Regions from separate parts of the Sus scrofa genome. Here all the other regions are linked to region 1. The links are chromatin contacts, called in public Hi-C maps. All regions are on one chromosome and are shown on one strand. Each heading gives the region's core, a stretch centred on a gene start, on an enhancer-like site or on the middle of the called end of the contact. The rest is flanking DNA. Distances are from core to core; before and after follow the strand shown.

Region 1 (4,775 bases), core at 1,289-3,788:
GGCCAGGGATCGAACCCGCAACCTCATGGTTCCTAGTCAGATTCGTTAACCACTGAGTCACGGCGGGAATTCCTAAGTGTGTTTATTTATTTATTTTGGCCAGTGCCCATGGCATGCAGAAGTTTCAGGGATCGAACCCATAGCAGTAACTCAAGCCACAGCAGTGACAAGGCTGAGTCCTTAACCTCTAGGCTCCCAGGGAACTCCACATTTATTTGTTTTTAAATAAAGCAACGATGACTTCGACTTGTAAAGCTTGTTACTATATTTTTAAGTTTTACTGAAGCATGGTTGATTTACAAGTCTGTGACCATTTCTGCTGTACAACAAAGTGGCTTTGTCATCCATATACACATGTCCATTCTCTTTCAGATTCTTTTGCCACCATGTCGATTATCACAGACTATTGAGTAGAGTTCCCTGTGCTAGACAGCAGGTCCTTGTTGGCCAGTCATTCCATAAACCTCAGTGTGCATATGCCAGTCCCAGCCTCCCACCTGTCTCCTTTGGTCGCCAAAGTTTGTGAGTCTGCTTCTTCTTCTGTTCTGCAAATAAGTTCATTGGTATTCCCCCCCCGCCTTTTTTTTAGATTCCACATATAGGTGATATCACATGATGTTTGTCTTTCACCAGTGTGACTAACTTCACTTAGTCTGATCGTTTCTGGGTCATCCATGTTGCTGCAAATGGTATGATTTTAGTTACCAAATACTTTCACAAGTCATGTGTGGCCTTCAGGTCAGCTTCACAGTGCAGGTAAAAGGAGGGAGCAGCCCGTCCTGGGACCTCTGTCAGGGCTCTCAGCCCAGCACTCAATTCTCTGTCCTCTCAGCACGTGGGTACCATCTAGGATATTTGCTAAGAGAGCCAACTCCTTCCTCCCTTCAGCCTCCTGTGAGCTCTTTCTTCCACCTGCTACCAGGTCTGCATGGAGAGAAGACTGCTCTGCATCGGGGAAAAGCCGGGGTCTCCTTGAGCAGCTGCTGACCGAGAGAGAGGAAGATGCCTCTGATGTTTTCCCCTTTAGCGAAAACATGAATCCTCATGTGAGGTGGAGACAAGCCCTCACCCTGTCTGCTCATGAGACCACTAGGGAGGAATACATATGCCCCATGAGAATCATCTTCTTCCACCAGTAGAACACAGATTCCTGTTAAGATGAGCTTCTGCATGGCCCCCGAGTCTGAGATGATGGATTTCAGAAGGTCAGCAGGCTGCAGACACTACCTGCCAGATTTTGTGGGGTGTGTGTGTGTGTGTCCACTCAGGCAGCTATTAAGGCGGAGCCCTCTAAGTGATCCTCCCTAAGTCACAGTGCATTTCATGGGTCACTCACAGGAAAGATGCCACAATGGGATGGCACATCCTCCTACAAGTTCAGCTAACTTTGGGGTGACTTGCTCATTTATAGGAGCAGTAACTTCCACTGAAGCCTTTGTGAAATCTCTGCCATGGGAGGCTGGTGAGAAGGGACCATGGCTCCATGGTGGGGTCCTTCTGTGCTCACACCAGGCTCTTTCCACACTGACGGGAAGCCCGTGGCGGGTCGCCAAGAATGACACTTTAGGACCCACCCCAGCTAATCCATCTCCTCTAGGAACTGAATCAAATATCATCGTCTATGCACATGTTTACACGTTCCTGCAGGAGGTTCTGGAGGCCAGCCCATTATAATCTGTCATCCACGAGGTTTTGTGTCCGTGCCTGGAGGCAGAAAGCAGATGAAATTGTACACTGGAGGGAAAAAAAGCACCAAATCTCAGAGGCGAGCTCTCCTGAGGCTTAAAAGGAGATTGGGAAATCTAAACAATTCAGAGGTTAGCCTGGTAGAAGCAAAAGAACCAGGCAATGTAGTAAAAAAAGAAAACAAGTTATATCCTTGTTTGTGGTGGTACTATTCGCAGCAGCCAAAAAGTAGAGGCAACTCAACTGCCTACCCACGGATGAATGGCCAAACAAAATATACGTATATAATATATAATAGAACACACTATATAATATATAATAAAACACATTATATATACTATAATACACAATATAGAATGTAATAGATAATATTCATATGTATATGAATATTATTCAACCATGAAAAGGAAGGCTATTCTGACATGTACTACAATGCGGACGAACCTTGAAGACACTGTGCGAAGTGAAACGAGCCTGTCACAAAAGGACAGATGCTGGGTGAGCCCACTTGGATGCGGCACCTCGAGCAGTCAGACTCACAGAAAGAGCCGGGGTTGCCTGAGGCTGGGACACGGGAAGTTGTGGTTTGATGGGTACAGGGTTTAAGTTTTGCAAGACGAGCTGCTGGAGAGCGACTGCACAGCCATGTGAAGATCCTGGACACTTCTGAAGGGCAGACTTAAAAATGTTGAAGACGGTCAATTTTGTTACGTGTTATCTTACCACAAATAAACAACCACAGACAAAAATAAGATAAGCCAGTGGTTGTGTAACAAAAGGGCTTATTGTTGACTGGGTGCTTGAACTTCCTGGAGACGCAGCCACGTGTGGCTGGCGAGGGAGTGGGGTCACCGGAGGTGATCCGGGCTGGGAAGGAAGCTGCCCTAGGGAGGATTTGGTGAGGAAGGAGTTGGAACATTCTCCGCCTTCTGCCTTCCTGGGAGTTCGCCCATCCACGACTTCTGGAGGAAAACTCAGCGTGAAAACAGCCATCTCTGATCTCTGATCTGTTTTACTCTAGACACGGACCCTGTCCTGGGCAGGGAACTGCTGTCTCCTCAAGATTCCTGGAGACGGGGGTGGGTTTGCCTTTTCTTGGACCCACACGGTGATCAGACTGGTCGGACAGATGGGGAAATGCCGCCCGGGTTGGTGGTTTGGATCTAACAGAATGTTTCTCAAACCAGAATTCATGGGTTCTCTATGCAAATTTTACAACTTATAGTAGTGTATGCTATAAATATGATTTCAATTTATACATTTAATTTAAGAGGTGGAGCATCTGATGATCAACTTGTCACTAGTACGCTGGTGGAATGCCAGCACCCACATTTATGACTGGAATCACTCCACTGAAGGGCGAGTGACATCTTGAAGCTTTGCATGAATGGAGATGAAGCACCAGACTGGTCTGAGGAAAGGGGTGGGAGAATTGAGTCCTCCTGAGGCACAGGGTAGCACAGGACCCCACACTCAAAAGTGCCAGCATCGTTCCTCTTCGTGCTGTGAATTATTTCCAGCAGAACATTAGTGGTGTTATTAATGTGATGTGGTTACTTTTAATATTATCGACCTTTGAGGTTTGGTTTCCATTTAATTTCTTCAGTTACCTCTGAGCTATGAGCATCAAGAGTTTATATCTGTGCTTATGTTGGTTTATTTATTTAATTGTCTTTTTAGGGCCGCACCTGTGGTATATGGAGGTTCCCAGGCTAGGGATCCAATCGGAATTGTAGCAGCTGGTCTATGCCACAGCCACAGCCACGCAGGATCTCGGCTGCATCTGGGACCCACACCGCAGCTCATGGCAACGCCAGATCCTTAACCTACTGAGCGAGGCCAGGAATCGAACCTGCATCCTTGTGGATACTACTCAGATTCATTCCCACTGAGCCACAACGGAAACTCCAGTATATTTAAATCGCAGTATAAAAAGGTTGGTTCATTCACGGGGTCCAAGACACCTTCTCTTTAGAAACGCCTACAGCTCCTGGTGCTAGAAGCCCCTTATTTGGGGGGGGGGTGTCCACAGGCTCCAGCTGTCTTTGATCAGACCTCGAGGGAGAGCTTGCTCAGGATTTTATGAGACCAACACAATGACTTACTGAGGATGGCTGAGCTTATGTTTGGTTCTACCCATTATCTCCAACATCAGTACATAAAACCCTACAATATAAATAACAGCTTCTGGTTCATGTCCGTGAAGAATCCGGTGCTCTGCCTGCCTGGCCTTTTCTCTTAGGTTCTGCTGACCGTCTTCTATGTTTCATACCCTTTTCTTGTCCTTTCTTGTCAATAGCCAGAGTTGGCTGCTGCTTTTGTTTAGGATGTTCGTTTTACGTATAAAAACTTCAAGACTTGACACGCGTGCAAGCTCAGATTTCACCCTAAACACTATTCTCATCTAGCAGTTTCTATGGAGTTTGGTTTTCCTTGGACACACTCTGCAAACCGCTGTTCTCTTGCTGTGCTTGTTCCCCCAAGACTTGCTTTGCCTTCCGCCTGTTTTCACGGCTTGCCTCGCCTCTCTCTACCAGATGCTCTGCCTCCCCTTGGCTCTCTCCCTTGAGATACTGACCTTGTCTGAAGCGGGGTGGGGGGTGGAGGTGTCTCTGGACTGGAAGTCACTTCCAGGGCAGGAGCCAAGTAGAAAAGAGATTCCCACTTGGGGTAGGACTTGGGCACCCAGACGCTGTCTTCGAGAAACCATTCATGCTTCTGCTATCAACAGGAGTTAGTGAGCCCTGCTTAACTTTCCAGAGCCTGCATCCTGGAGGCCTCCATGCTATTCTCTCACTTGGCCAACATTTCCCAGTTACCTCCCCTAGGACAGCCACTGTTCCAGGTTTTGTCTCCACCAAGAGGAATCAACAGTACTTGTCCTCCTCAAGCTTGTGGTCCCACTGGGGATGCCACACGCCTCTAAATGGGTGGCAGGGCCCTGTGACTAATGGCCTCGCCATCTAATACAAATGCCACATGAGCCCTCCAGAGACAGGGAGGAGAGGCCCCCATACTCCCAGGGGAGACAGCCTGAGGGCGTGACCCAGAAGATCCCCCTTGAAGGATGAATGCGTTTCCTTTGGTGG
Region 2 (4,775 bases), core at 1,395-3,894, 96 kb before region 1:
AACAACAACAAAAAAGTTCTTCAAGCAAGACCTGAACAAGATAAGTTTCTGGCCTATTTAGAATCATCATCTGAGGGGACCTAGAACAGGTATTTGTGAAATAGTTTTTAGATTTCTGATGTTATATATATAATATTAACAACCATAAAACTAGTTACCAAATTACACCAGACAAAGAAAGATATCACCTTGAGATATCCTATCTGGACAGTTCCATGTCTCAAAAGAATATGCTGTTCCCAAAGCTTTTGTATCTCACAAGGAATTTTGTTTTTCTTTTTGGCTGCAGCCTTGGCATGCAGAAGTTCCCGGGCCAGGGATCGAACCCGAGCCACAGCAGTGACAATGATGGATCCTTAACCTGCTGAGCTACCAGAACTCCAAGAAAATGTTTTAATAGCAGAACAATGGTGTATTGGCTTGAAGGGAATGAAACTTATACTTTATTTCTCATCTTCAACTTGAAGTACAAAGCCTTGTTCATTGATTTTAGTCTGCCCGTGGGTGCTTTCTGTTGCCTGCCTGGGTTGGTCAGAAAGATTCTGATGCTTTATCCTGGGAACATAGTCTCACACACCCGGAGTGTTATCACTTCAATAGCCTAAAAGGCCCAAGGCACACACCATTCCCATCCCTGGTGCCACTAACTTCCCATGAGGGCAACAGGGACAGAGGTGGAGGTGACTGAAGCTGCAGGTGTCAAGCGTGCTGGGGGCTAAGACTACTCAGTGCCAGGACAACCGTCAGAGGGGTTCCTACTAAGACCATAGGAGTGATAAAGACAGCAGCGAGAGTAATGAACATGTCCAAGCTGAGTCAGCAGATACAGAGCAAATCCAGGCTTTGAACCCACATCTGGCAGAGTCCACAACGATCCTCCCCTCTGAAGCCTCTTATCCTTTTACTGCCAGTTGGTCAGTTTTCAAAGAAATGTCTTGCCTAAGAGAACTTCTGCAATCCTGCAAAGTGGAAAAGTACTTCCTCAGAAGAGGGGTGCGTGTAGTGTTCATTTTATGTATTTATTTTAAAATTGCATAGCTGAAGCAAGTTCCTGGGCCAGGGACTGGATCAGAGCCACAGCCTGCGGCCAGATCCTTGAACCCACTGCCCTGGGCCAGGAGTCGAACGCACACCTCTGCAGTGACCCAAGCTACTGCAGTTGGATTCTTAACCCAATGGGCCACAGCTGGAAGCTCCTGTATTTCATTTTTAGATAACGTCCTCCGACTGGCTGAAGGGCTGGAGTGGGATCTTGGGGGCCCCTGGTGATTCCCTGGCCGGGGAGCGGGGAGCATTCCCTGGACGCGTGTACTGGGGCTGGGCTCTCCGGGGGCCTGTGTGCTGTGTCCTCACGGCTCCCCCAGTTCCTCCTCCTTCCTTCTCACCTTCTCACTCTTATCTGCATCAGCACCCCTGGCATGAGAGGCATGTGTGGAGAATGAGGAAGGCCAGCCATGGGGGAGAAGGCGAGAAGGAAGGCGCCACAAGTTTGCTGTGACACATCACTCCCCATAAGAAAGGGGTCCCGTAACCTCCTGCCGGTTTGTTAGCTGATTTTTTTTTTCCCACATAAAATGGAATGAGGGTGACCAGTAAGTGGGCATCTACTCAAACACCAACATGTTTCATCAGGCTCCATTCTTTCCCAGAAGATACTAGGATTCCTTACGACCTGCCTGACCGGAATATGTATTTACCCTGGGTGCACTGAGAGGATTTCTATAATTTTTTTGATTGAAGTATAGTTGATTTACAGTGTTTCAGGTGTACAGCAAAGTGACTCAGTGATACATATATTACTATATACATATGTTTAGATATATACTATAAACATACATATACTATATATACTATAAACCTATATACTATGTATACTATATACATATATACTATATATATATTATAATATTATAAACACATATATACTATATCTACTATAAATGTATATATACTATATATATTATATATATACACCAAACATATATACATATATACTATATCTACTATAAACATATAGTATATATATACTATATATATACTATAAACACACATACTATATCTACTATAAACATATATATACTATATATATTACATATATACACCAAACATATATAAACATATATACTATATATACACTATATATACTATAAACATATAAACCATATATCTACTATACACATATAGATACTATATATATAATGCTATATATATGTATTCTTTTTCATATTCTTTTCCATTATAGGTTATTATAAGACAGCGAATAGAGTTCCCTGTGCTACCCAGTAGGTCCTTGTTGGTTATCTAGTTTGTAAACCGTGGTGTGTGTCTGTAAATCCCAAACTCCTAATGTGTCCCTCCCCCGTGCCCCTTTGGTGAGTCTAAGTTTGTGGTCTCTGTGGCACCATTCCTTAAAAGAGCTCTTCGCCCACCCACCCGTCAATTAGGAAGGTGGGTTAACAGAGGAAGGTAAATGAAAGCAAGAGAATCGGACCTGTGATCACCATCTTCCCTCATAGGAGAAGATGTCCTACGTCTCTGTATAAAAATCCGGGAAGCATGAGGAACTAACCCCATGACCTCAGAGAGGGTGCATGACCTTAGAGGTATGACAGGGACTGGGTGAAGGGGAACGGAAGCCTGGCACACGAGTCCACCCCGTTCAAAGGGAAGAGACCTTCTGGACAGGATCAGAAAGGGGTGTGTCTGCAGTGGGAGGGAACCCATCGGAAACGCCAGTGCATTTTGTGCGAGCCTGACGGACGAGAGCCGGAGCCAGGGTGCTGCTGTGTGCACTGCAGATGAGCGGCAGGACCTGAGAGGAGAGGGGTCTCTCTTAGGTTGTGTCACAAAACTGGGGCAGAGGCGAGAGAGCAGCGATAAGGGCTTTAATCATCCAGGCACCAAGAAGTCTCATTACGTAAAGCGGAGGAACTGATAAAGGGACGGGCTAGACCGGAAGAAATCGCATTCTTTTAAACCTAGACAACTGTGAGTGCAAAAAAAAATAATTTAAAAAAAAAAAAAAAAAAGGTAGGAGCCTGTAGCCCCCGGACTCTAAGAGGGAGGGTCTGGGTGGGGGAGGGGATGCAGGAGCTGCAAGATGAACTGAATCGTGACTAATCCCGGAGAGGTGGCAACGGGGGACCGAGCTAAAGGAGCTATTGTGTTTTCCATGACATGTTTGGTTTAGAAAAAGACACGGACAAAGACAGAAGGAAGGGCACGGTACCAAGGACACACTGAGAAGAGTGACACATTTCTGTGAGAACAGCGCTGGACTTAAGGTGAAGCTTGCAAAAAAAAAAAAAAAAAAAAAAAAAAAAAAGCTACAGCTGGCTAAAAAAAAAAAAAAAGGAAAGAAAGCAAAAAAGAAAAAAGGGAGATGGTGGTGGATTTATGTTTTCGTTATGATTTTAAAAGAGATGAGGCCCATTGATTGAGGGTCGTGGCAGCCTGTTAACAGAGGAAGTGGAGATACTCCAGCTCCCAGCTCCGCAGCTGACCCCTCCACAGAAGCCAGGGGTCTTAACTAGAAAGATTTTTTTTTTATGCTGCACCCATGGCATATGGAGGTTCCCAGGCTGGGGTCCAATCAGAGCTGCAGCTGCAGCCTACACCACAGCCACAGCAACACCAGATCTGAGCCGAGTCTGCAACCTACACCACAGCTCATGGCAATGCCGACCTTTAACCCACTGAGTGAGGCCAGGGATCGAACCTGCAACCTCATGGATATTAGCCAAGTTCGTAACCTGCTGAGCCACGATGAGAACGCACATAAACAAGAAAGAGCTATAGAAGCATCATTAGAAGAGCACTGGATGTGAAGGTGGGGGATGTGGCATGCCAGGAATTTTGCCTGCTGTGCTGGTTCACAGAGTAGGAACTGTCTCTTCCCCTTTTGGTCTATTGGGACATTTGCTGACAGCAGTCTTTTGGAAGACTCCCAGTCTCCGTTAGCTTTTTTCAGGGATCAAGTACATTGTTCGTGTTGTCTTATCTGTAGGTTTGCCCAGGGGCCTGGGATGGGAGCTTGCAGTGCCTGGGAATTTGGACTTAAAGCAGCTGAGAGGACACATCATGCACTGGCATGCCACATCCCCTGCCTTCATGTCCAGCTCTGTATCTATTTAGTCCCTGACAACACAGGCCACATGGTGACTGGGGCTCAAGATCCCTGCCAGTGGGCTTTGGCCCTTCCAGAGCCCTGCCTGCTACTCAGGCCTCTGTGCCTTTGTCATGCAGCATTCCTGCAGGGGGAATAACCCTCCTTTCATCTGGCTGTTTGTCCTTTAAAACTCAGCTCAAACAGCACCTCCTCTGGGAAACTGTCTCTTTTGTTCACTGTGAGTTAAAAGACCCTGCTGTTGGAATTCCCGTGTGGCTCAGTGGGTTAAGAATCTGACTAGTATCCATGAGGGTGTGGGTTTGATCCCTGGTCTCACTCAGTGGGTTGAGGATCTGGAGTTGCCGTAAGCTTTGGCATAGGCTGCTGATGTGACTTGGACCTGGTGTTGCTATGCCTGTGGTGTAGGCCAACAGCTGAAGTTCTTTTTTTTTTTTTTTTTTTGCTTTTTGGGGCCACACCCACAGCATATGGAGGTTCCCAGGCCAGGGGGCGAATAGGAGCTGTAACTGCCAGCCTATGCAGCAACGTCAGATCCGAGCCATGTCTGCGACCTACACCACAGCTCATATGGGATCGCCGGATCCTTAACCCAGTGAGCGAGGCCAGGGATTGAATCTGCAACCTCATGATCCTAGTTGGATTTGTT
Region 3 (4,775 bases), core at 1,281-3,780, 67 kb after region 1:
ATATTCTCTCCATCGACAATGAACAAGGAGTTACAGGGGAGTGTGGTGGCTGAAGTAGGAGGCAGGGGTACAAGCTAGGGAGCTCCTCCGCCTGGCCACCCGTGGATGGGGGAACCACATGTGACAGGTGTTAGCAGGGACGACTTCAGGGGGCAAGGGAGGAGCTAGGGATCACAAAGAACGAAGTAGGATGGCCTGGCAGCCACAGAGAAGAGCAGCTTTTGTCACAGGGGATGGGAGGCAGTGTGCCCACTCTGGGAGGGTACAGGTGGGGAGGCGAGGGGCAGGGAGGCCAGGGGCAGGGAGGCAGAGCCTTGAAAGCTGAGCCCAAGAGCAGACCTTACCCCAAGACACGGGGACACAAGAAGTCTTTAAGAAGGGGAATAACTTGATCAGATTTATACATGTACAAGTTCACTCCAGCTTCTGTGTGGATGAGGCAGGGAAACCAGTTAGAGACCATCAGAGAATCTGAAAGCCAGGAATCGGAGGGACTTGAATTTGAATGAGAACGGTTGCCCGTGAGGATGAGAGAGGAGGGAAGGAGATTCTGGTGACAGGATTAAGAGAGGCAGTTTCTGTGACGGCACCTGGCAGGCTGTCGGTAACCGATAAAAGGGCTTATCACTCAACTCATTTTTTGGGACCATGTGGCGGCTTGACATTGTAGACGCTTCCCAGAGGCCTGGGCGCCTGACTGCCTACATCTCTCAGTGCCCTGAGGTTTGATATCCATGAAATCAATGTTTTCCTTTGAGGTGAAACTAGGCAGAGTAAACCCAGCCAGGGGCTGCAAGGGGAACACTCGGGCTGGCTGCTGATCATGGAGCTGAAAACGACTCCACAGATGATGCTGAAGTATCATGACAGGACTGCACGGGCCGCGGGCCTTCTTAGACCACAGGCTTTACGTACCGACTTCAAATGCTCCCTTGCCTCTCAGCTCCTGCGGATCTGAATCCAGACTCCATCAGATACTGCCTGTACCACCTCTGCTGTCTGCTCTGCTCTCTTCTGAGCATCACCTGATCTGCTACCAAGACCCCGGAGAGACGAGCACACCCTCATGCTTGTTTCTAGTTCATAACAAAGTAGGCTAATCAAGATTAGCCAACAAAAGGAGATCCGTTATGAACCTGACTAGTATCTATGAGGACGCGGGTTTGATCCCTGGTCCTGCTCAGTGGATTAAGGATTTGGCACTGCTGTGAGCTGTGGTGTAGGTCGCAGATGTGTTCAGATCTGGCGTTGCTGTGGCTGTGGTGTAGGCCGGAAGCTATAGCTCGGATTCAATTCCCAGCCTGGTATAGGTGTGCCCCCCCCCAAAAAAAAGACAACAGAAAGCTACTCATTTCCTATCTGTTAGTCGCTTTGAGGATTATGGAGGAAGTAAAAGAAGGTGGCAGTGATATAACATTTGGGAAAAATGAGCATTAAAGTGTGAATGGCTTTTCTATCAAGTGCAGAAGTGGGGGGTCCATGGTTTTTCAGCTTTGAAGGACAGTGTGCCATTCCTGGAAGCCAGGCAAGGATTCAGGGGGGTGGCTGCTGTTGGTACCACTGCTTGTCACCAAAGAACTACACAAGACCTTAGGGTGGACAGGGAGGTGTCTGTCCACCGCCCAGGACCCCCTGATCTAGGCCCAAATCCACCCCTTTCATCTTTTTTTTTTTTTTTTTTTTGTCTTTTTAGGGCCACATCCACAGCATACGGAGGTTCCTAGGCTAGGGGTCGAATGGGACACAACCACAGCAACGCCCAGAACCAAGCCTAGTCTGCAGCCTATACCACAGCTCACACCAACGCCGGATCCTTAACCCACTGAGTGAGGCCAGGGATTGAACCTTTGTCCTCATGGATACCAGTTGGGTTTGTTATCTCTGAGCCACAGTGGGAACACTCATCCCTTCATCTTCATGCAGAGCACACTTGCAGCCTTTGATAAGATGGTCCTGAAGGAAAGATGAAGGCTCTTTGTCCATCTGACTCAAATCCATCCACTGGGGGCCACCTCCTCAGTGCTCATCTTTATCACTACACACCCCTTAGAGGCCCCTCCAGAAGCCAGTCCTAATGGCAGCAGAAATCAGGTCTCCCTCCCAACCATTCCTTAAATATCCTCTCTCTTTGGCTTCCCCAGCCTCAGCTTCATCTTGCTCTTTCCCACACAGGCTCTCTGCTCTGCTGAACATCAGCTGGACTGACAAGTGGGTCTCGGCGTTTACATTGGCTCTGACGAGACTGCCTTTAGAACACTGCCCTCCATGATCTGCAGTGAAACCTGGGCAAAAGGCCCTGGCCCTATGCCTGCCCACAGTCTAGGAAGTGGATTCAGTGGGGCCTACAGAACCTGCCAGATTCTACTTATTGGTAAGGAGAAGGTGGAAGCAATAGGGCTGAGGAAGCCCGAGCTGACGATGATTAGGAGCTTGGTAGGGAGCCCTCCAATGCCCTCAAGAGTCCAGAGCTTCTGACCTGGCACAAGCTCTATCCCAGGCAAGGGACAGAACTAACTATTGAAAGGGTGTGGCCAAAGAGGGCTGACTCATGCATTTTGGTGTCTGGAGGGAGGTCGTTGGTGGGGTGTTGCAGTGCCTGACATTGTCCCTGTCTAAAAATTAACTGAATTGGGAGCTTTGGGAATATGTTAAATAAACACAGAGAATGCAAACCGGGCCGTGGAGACCAGTGCACTGTGACAAACTCTGGATTGAGGGCAACTTTGAGGGGCTGAGCGGCGATGTAAACTTCAGGGGAAAAATGAGAAATGCGAATGAGCAGTGTGACTGGATTTTTCTATTAACTGCAGGGTGCAAGAGAGAGGAGATGTGGCATACTGTTGTGACTGGAGTGCCTGCAGGGTTTTTAACGACCAGCGAGGTCAAGGGAATATAGAAAAAGATCCAGCCCCTTACATTTCATATACTCCAAACCGAGCATGTCAAATTCATCCCTCTCTTTCTATCTTATTATTACTATTATTATTTTGCTTTTTATGGCTGCACATGCAGCATATGGAAGTTCTCAGGCTAGGGGTTGAATCGGAGCTACAGCTGCAGGCCTACACCACAGCCACAGCAGCGCCAAATCCAGCCTTATCTGCTACCTATACCACAGGTCACGACCATGCCAGATCCTTAACCCACGGAATGAGGCCAGGGATTGAACCTGCATCCTCGTGGATACTAGTCCGGTTAGTTACTGCAGAGCCACAGTAGGAACTCCCATTCCTCTCTTTACGGTCCCAATTTCTACTGATCCGAGGTATTAGCCTCCTAGAATTATTTATAACATGGTTTGAATTATTTAATATGTGACTGTAGTTGGTAGCCAATCATTTAGTATGCATATATTTGGTACATAATCCCATATTATGTTTTGCAGAATCATTTGATTATTGATTTATTCTTTACATATACATTATGCATATATTTGGTACATAATCCCATAATATGTTTTGCAGAATCATTTGATTATTGATTTATTCTTTTCATATACATTAATTAAGCAAATAGCAAATACTGTGCTCTCTGCCTCGTGCTGGAAATACAGTGGTAAAAGAGACAGACAGAGTCCTTGCCATCTTAGAGCTTGTTCTATAAGGGGAGATAAACATAAAATGGACAAAAACAATTATTCAAAATTATAATTGTCATTAGCTCTATGACAGTACAAGTTTCTAAATAGCACATAGAGGGGAGATAGGCCTGGTTTGGGGAAAGGGATTCAGGGACTGTCTCTGGAGGAAGTGAATTTTGAGTTCATTAAAGATCGTACAGTTATTCTGTCCAATGTGGTAGCCACCAGCCACACATGGGTATTTAAATTTAAAAAAAAGGTAAAATTAAAAGTTCAGTTCCTCAGGGGCACTAGCTACATTCCAGAGCTCATGGCCACCTTCAGCAAGGGGCTACCACACTATAAAACCCAGACATAGAATGTTTCCATTGTTGCAGAAAGTTCTATTGAGTAGCACTGTCCTATAGGATTTAACTAGCTGGGGAGGAACCCAGGGGAGGGGAAAGGAAATACCTTGAGCCCCCAAAATATACTTCAGAACTTAGAAGAACTTAATTATAATCTATGAGAAATAATGTTTTAGAATATTCCATGGATGGTGATATTGGATGATGGGTTTTGCTCAAGGATCAGAGATGGGAAATGTTCTCTCCTCCTATTTTCTGACTCAGTCTTGGACAGAGAGTATCCAGCCCATTGTTCTGGGCTTTTTCCCACCTGGACCCCCTGTTCTGGACCCTTGGCTTGATTCCCCGGCACATGAAATAGTTATGACCAAGATAAAAGAGAACAATACTGTGCTTCAATTGTTCCGCAAACTGCAAAATGAGTGACATAAAACAAGACAACGGACAATGCATTTCAAATCGTTTCTTTTCACTTTACACACTCCCCTGAGTGAAACTGGTCATCCCCTGATTTCACGTATGATCCGGGTACCAATGGTTCCCAAGTCTTCATTTGTAGCCCCAGGCTCTCTGCTGTGCTTCAGAGCACCACGTGTAAATTCCACTCATAACCCCTCATAGAGCATCCCACAGATACGACAGACTCATCCCACCAGCGCCCCACCCAAACTGCACCTCCTTAGTTCCTGACTTCAACGAAGGCAACATTTCCAAACCAGAAGCCAGAAGCCTGGGCTTCTGTACCAAAATCCCACCAGCCACCAAATCTGGTGATTCTGCCTCCCAAATAACCTCTGGAATGTGTTGACTTGCCCGCCTTTCCTTTGGCACCATCCTAGTTTATCTTT

The links. Hi-C and Micro-C count contacts between places; a contact is called where the count stands out from the background.
Region 2: a Hi-C map of liver shows a contact between it and region 1, with 5 times the contacts expected there. The contact joins two enhancer-like sites. A contact is called at or near these places in 3 of 47 Hi-C or Micro-C datasets (liver and skeletal muscle).
Region 3: a Hi-C map of liver shows a contact between it and region 1, with 3 times the contacts expected there. The contact joins two enhancer-like sites. A contact is called at or near these places in 3 of 47 Hi-C or Micro-C datasets (fetal skeletal muscle, heart right ventricle and liver).

What each region holds. Positions count from the first base shown.
Region 1 is chr11:22,781,718-22,786,492 of Sscrofa11.1, forward strand. LOC102167197 (a long non-coding RNA gene) reads right to left here. Exons shown (of 6, transcript XR_002336681.1): 6 at 645-1,704. Among named protein-coding and RNA genes, the nearest start is that of SERP2, 83 kb to the left of the region's middle. Within about 2 kb of position 2,539, at least 22 of the 83 cell types and tissues checked have an H3K27ac peak or open chromatin away from gene starts, as enhancers often do. A contact at or near this core is called in liver, where this site is marked.
Region 2 is chr11:22,685,952-22,690,726 of Sscrofa11.1, forward strand. The region is part of intron 2 of SERP2 (stress-associated endoplasmic reticulum protein 2); the gene reads right to left. Among named protein-coding and RNA genes, the nearest start is that of SERP2, 13 kb to the right of the region's middle. Within about 2 kb of position 2,645, at least 18 of the 83 cell types and tissues checked have an H3K27ac peak or open chromatin away from gene starts, as enhancers often do. A contact at or near this core is called in liver, where this site is marked.
Region 3 is chr11:22,848,846-22,853,620 of Sscrofa11.1, forward strand. The region is part of intron 3 of LOC102167197 (a long non-coding RNA gene); the gene reads right to left. It overlaps LOC106504683 (a long non-coding RNA gene), which reads left to right. Exons shown (of 3, transcript XR_001298344.2): 2 at 2,173-2,371. Among named protein-coding and RNA genes, the nearest start is that of SMIM2, 45 kb to the right of the region's middle. Within about 2 kb of position 2,531, at least 6 of the 83 cell types and tissues checked have an H3K27ac peak or open chromatin away from gene starts, as enhancers often do. A contact at or near this core is called in liver, where this site is marked.